Regions from separate parts of the Gossypium hirsutum genome. Here region 1 is linked to region 2. Evidence: chromatin contacts called from public Hi-C data. All regions are on one chromosome and are shown on one strand. Each heading gives the region's core, a stretch centred on a gene start, on an enhancer-like site or on the middle of the called end of the contact. The rest is flanking DNA. Distances are from core to core; before and after follow the strand shown. Region 1 holds the start of LOC107889067 (internal alternative NAD(P)H-ubiquinone oxidoreductase A1, mitochondrial). Region 2 holds the start of LOC107889076 (superoxide dismutase [Cu-Zn], chloroplastic).

Region 1 (2,700 bases), core at 2-2,501, 240 kb after region 2:
TTTAAATTAGTAATAATAAAAGTGTACTTTAACCCTTCAAAAATGATAAAAATTTAATTTAATCCTTTGAAAGTTATAAAAACATAGACTATTAAAATGATAAAATTACATGTTTACTATTATAAAAATATATAATTTAATTTTGTCCCAAAAAAATTTCCTATCTTCACCCCTACTTGAAAATTTAGGGAGTTGTTCAATAGTATTCATCATCTGATTTTGATGTTTGGGAAGGTGTGGAGAGGCAGACCGTTTAAAGGGCCTAGAAATCCTTGGTTCCAAAATTTTTTAAGAAATTATGATTTTTTTTTAAATTTTTAGAAAATTTCAATTAGATTTTTTTAAATATTTAAAAATTCTCATTATAGGTTTTAATTTTTTTTTAAAAATTAATTAAACTCACTTAAAATATTTAAAAATTTTCATTAATCTCAAAAAAATTTAAAATTTTTAATTAGAACCACAATTGTTTTAAAAAAAATTCTAATGAACTCTTTTTTTTTTTTAATTTTTAGGTTCCAAAAATTAATCTTAGGATGGTGTGCTTTGTTCATGTCCTTCGTAAGACTAATTCTTTTGTGTATGCTCTAACAAATGCTGGTATGGGTAGAGATATGATGTTTATGGCCTAGTGGCAATGCATTTATCTTTTTGGAATAAAAGAAAAATATTTAGTAGTCATATAATTTTTAAAAAATATATATATGCTATAATTAATATGAATTTAACAATAATAAAAAATTTAACTGTATTAACAACTGAATCTAAATATTGGAATCTAAATAGTAAAAAAACTATTTTAAAAAATAAAAGTATAAACACTAAATTCTAAATTTTTTTAAAAATATATAAGAATAAAAAATTTGATAAAATGGTAAAAAAATAAATTTAATAGTTAAAAACGATGAAAAAAAAACATTAAGGTAAAAAAAATTAAAACAAATAGAATACATATTATTTAGTAACCAATTATAATTAAATAATAAGTTAATTAAAGTGGTTATTGTCCGGTTTAACTTCGGTTACAATTTCTGGATCACTAATCTGATTATTGTCCAGTTTTTTATTCATCAAAAACTGCAGTCATCTCATCGCTCCCAATATAATTATCTTATTAATTCGCATGAATGCATTTATTCTTACAAAATTCAGTAATAAAATTTTGCCTTTTTGTAAGATAAGTTTAGCCAATTGACACGTGGCACAAACCCATCACATTAGTAAATCCTATTTTTGTGGAACAAAAATCTTACTCAAAATTCTGAGACTCATAAATTCCGCAGAAAATCTGAAATATATCCACAATCTTTGGACCTTGAAAAACCCATCTTTAATGCCCCCAACAAATCTTTTTAACATTTTTAAAGAAAATGAAATTATGAAACAGTGATAATCAATCAGCCATGTTTTGGTGTAGGAATTTCATCAAAATCTCGACAGCTACCAAAGCTAAGAGCCCCATCACCACTAACCTTATACTAACTTCTTTATCCCATTTCAGCACCGCCAACCAACCCCCAGTTGCGGCTCAACCTTCAGGTCTTGGACCCACCAAAGCAGATGAGAAACCAAGGGTGGTAGTGTTAGGCTCAGGTTGGGCAGGTTCCAGGCTAATGAAAGGCTTGGACCCCAAGCTGTATGACATCGTTTGCGTTTCACCTAGGAATCATATGGTGTTTACTCCCCTCTTGGCTTCCACTTGTGTTGGGACTCTCGAGTTCAGGTCCGTCGCTGAACCCATTTCCAGGATTCAACCCTCCATTTCTTCAGCACCTGGCTCCTATTTTTTTCTTGCTAATTGTACAGCTGTCAACACTGAGAACCATGAGGTATGTGAAACAAAATGTTGCCTTTTATTGGGTTAAAATAGTTCCTATTCCCTTTTACTGGAAGTGGGATTGTATTTGAGTCGAGCTGAGCTCTAACAACGAGGAGTTCAAACTCAAAACTCAAGTCAAGCTTGATTAGATATCATTATAGATGCTTAAGCTTGACTCAAAGTAAAATGTACTATTTAAGCTTGACTTAATTAGGTTTGTCTACATAATTTATAAACTCAACCTCAAGTGTAAACTTTTTTCATATATAATTTTTTTAATGGTAAAATAACAAATTTAAACTTTGGTTCTAAGTGTATACATGTAAACAATAAAATAATAGTTTAACATTAAAGATAAATCATAAACATATAAAAAAAACTCCATTAAGCTCGCAAGTTGCTCAAATCTAATATTAGCTTACTTAAACTCAACTTGTTCAATAGCTTATATGCTTTAAAAATTGCCGAATCAAATTCAAATATTTTTCGAGTAAGACTCAATTAACTTATGAACATAAACATCTCATTTATGCCCTAATTGGAAGATTGAAATGGGAAAATATTGACTTTGAAATGAAGAATTGAATTTGATGACTTGAAATTTTAAGATACCGTTATGAGTTGAACCATATATAATTTAGTTCATTTTTACAGACAATTATTTGAGAATAGTATTGTGACAATATATTTTATATATGAGCGGATCTTATTCCAAGATATTGATGGCAGCATCGGAATACCAAGTTGAATGATAAAATATTTTCCCTTTTATTGTTCTTCGTTGGAAAAGAAAAGTAGTACAAATTATATGAAACGTTGTAAAATGTTGGGTATTTCAATGGCTTAATCATGGAACATTTGGGTCGGGCATTGAAGGTGCA
Region 2 (2,882 bases), core at 86-2,585:
TTAGCAACTGAGAAAGTATACTGGATCACATTGAAAAGGGAAATTATTCATGCAGACACATAAGAGAAAATGAATGCACAGAGATTTGCACAGAAAGAAACACGAGTTATTGAACATCACCTGATTGTCCACAATTGTTGCCTCTGCCACTCCTGCATTACCAGACATAGGCAATGAATAAAGTTAATTGGTGCATAGACAAATTTAAAATAGGAAAAAAAAAATTAAGAATGTATTACCATCAGCATTAGCAATTATGTTTCCCAGGTCACCCGCATGGCGTACTTCATCCTCAGGAGCACCATGTGTCATATTGTTAGGATTGAAATGTGCTCCTGTCATTTAAAAATTTTAAAATAAAGAACTTATACATACATGACCTAAATCGCAATAAGAACGCACATCATTTGATTCAAACGCACTAAGTTATACCTGTAGACATGCACCCATTCGTTGTGTCACCATACTCATGCTACACAAGAAACGAAAAGGAAGATTAAAATCATATTGTTCGGAGAACTTTTATGCGCTCAAATCCACTAACAACAAGCAGCTAAGCCGAAAACACTCACTAGGTGGAAGCCATGAGGCCCAGGAGTAAGACCAGTAATTCGAACATTCACAGTTGTAGGACCTATTCATCCACAGAACAAATAAGCATTCCCAGATGATACAAAATTTGATTGCCAAAAAGATAAGAGAACTACAAGCTAACATTTTTTCATTTAGTTTCCATGTTAAACAGCAAAGAAAGAACATGTTAAGTACAGTTCCACAATGACTTTATTTCCTTAAATATGTTCTGGGCATCAAAATTCAAAAATTAATACACCCTAATTGTACAAGATTCAATCAAATCTTAAAGTATCAAACTTGGAATTGAATTCGTCAATAAGAAAAACCCCAAACAGCAAAATGTACCCATTTCATTTCTTTGGCTTCTTATCCTTCTAAAACAAACAAGGAAATCCCAAAGAATCAAAATTTCCCCACTAGAAGAAAAAAAAACCCAAATCACAAAATGCATTAGAAAGTAAATAAAATGATGAAAAGAGGGGGGCAAAAACACGGACCATCATTTTCCTGGGTCAACGTGACAACGCCTTCAACTTCCGAATTACCTTTAAGAACAGCGACAGCTTTCTTGGTAACAGCAAACACAGAAAAGGGCTTCTTGGGAATAGTAGCAGCAAGGGAGAGGGATTGACGAGGGAGCTTAAGAGAGACCCCACGAAATGAGGAGAGAAGAACCGGTGGGTTTGAAGGGTTAGTTGAGGATGGAAAAGAGAGAGCGAGGTGGGACGGGGTTGTCGTGAAAATATGGGCAGCCATTGCTGCTATTGCCGCAGCTTTGCAGTTTGTGAGGGAGTGAAAGTGAGGATTTTGAGGGGGATAACGTGAGCCAAGGATGTGGTGGCTGCTTTTGCTCGTGAGATATAGCTAAGACTGTACAGTGCTGGGTTTATATCTGTCTGGATCTGCTATGATCCGGTCCGTGGATGCTGCTCGAAGTTGAGGAACCGCACCGGTTCAAAAACTACTAAAATGTTGGGATAAACTAATATTTAGCCCTTGAATTTAATAATTTTTATTCACTTTAGTTTTAAAATTTAAGAAATTTATCAATTTTGATCCATGTGATGTAGTAACACTTATCACCTATAAAAATTAATTGATGGAGCAACACAATATTAAAGTACCACATCATCGTGAAGATCAAAATTAGGTAAACTTATTGAGATTAAAGACTAAATGTTGACTTTAAAATCCTATAATTTCACCCTTTTTTAGTTGATTCTTTGTAGTTTTACCTTTTAGTCTTGGGCAAACTTGTTACTTTGTTTTTATTATTATTATTTTTTTTTTGGGGGGGGGGTTGGGGTTAAATGAATGAAAATTCATTCCCCACTCAAGCTCAAAAGTCTCATCTTATGTACAAAAGGCCCAAAACCAACAATCAATCAATCCGACTTATAGAAGTTAAAAATATCAGATTGAAGTAATCCAAAGCATCAACAAAATGCCACACAAAAATACACAAGCGAAAAGAAAATAGAAATAGTATAAATCAAATATCAATGGCAGGACATGTTAGGGTTAACGAGAATTTCCAAAAATTTTCAGAGAATTAATCAAAATTTTCAAATTTTAAGGATTCAATTAGAATTTTCAAAAACATTAAAGGGCTTAATAAATTTTTTAGGGGCTCAAGGTCCTTCCTAGCACCCATCACGTTCCGCCATTGTAGAAAATGATTATACAGTTATTCTATCATCGAAAAGTAATGATTTTGAAATTAAAAAATGCATTAAATGAAAAAAATATGATTTTTTAATAAAATTTATTTTATAAATAAAATGTGAAATTGATAGCAACAGAAAATTTTAATAAAAATATTTTATTTTATTATTAATAATTTAATTTTAACATAAACTAATAAAGATTCAACATGATTAAATAATTCAATAAAATAAATAATACAAAATGTAGAATTTAATTCAACAATATAAATAGTATATATAAATTCGAAAAAAAATTAGAGTTTAGGAAGAAGTAAAATTTGGAGGAAATAAAATTTTATTTGAGGAAAGTAAAAGGTTCGAGGGGGTTAGGAGAAAGAAAGTAAAAGGGTTTAATATTTAGTTCATTTGATTTATTTTAAAATTAAAATTTTAACTTGATTTGAATTTGAAATTCAAAAAAAAAATTGATAAACTCGATTAATTCAATTCAAATAATTTGAAATTTAAATTTTTTTTAATTTTTTCGAATTGAGTCTAATTAAATTTTGTTCACCCTTGTACAACAATGCTAGGAAAGAGGTGTTGTCCCCGTTGCCTAGACAAAGAGCCGTAATGGGCAGGTAGGTAACGTCTCCTACT

The links. Hi-C and Micro-C count contacts between places; a contact is called where the count stands out from the background.
Region 1: a Hi-C map of leaf shows a contact between it and region 2, with 1.6 times the contacts expected there. The contact joins the promoter of LOC107889067 here to the promoter of LOC107889076 in region 2. A contact is called at or near these places in 3 of 34 Hi-C or Micro-C datasets (all in leaf).

The regions. Positions count from the first base shown.
Region 1 is chrA09:63,916,226-63,918,925 of Gossypium_hirsutum_v2.1, forward strand. It overlaps LOC107889067 (internal alternative NAD(P)H-ubiquinone oxidoreductase A1, mitochondrial), which reads left to right and starts at 1,252. Exons shown (of 8, transcript XM_016813367.2): 1 at 1,252-1,829; 2 at 2,696-2,700. The coding sequence starts at 1,404.
Region 2 is chrA09:63,673,300-63,676,181 of Gossypium_hirsutum_v2.1, forward strand. LOC107889076 (superoxide dismutase [Cu-Zn], chloroplastic) reads right to left here and starts at 1,336. Exons shown (of 8, transcript NM_001326757.1): 1 at 1,074-1,336; 2 at 573-634; 3 at 433-472; 4 at 240-335; 5 at 121-152. The coding sequence starts at 1,332.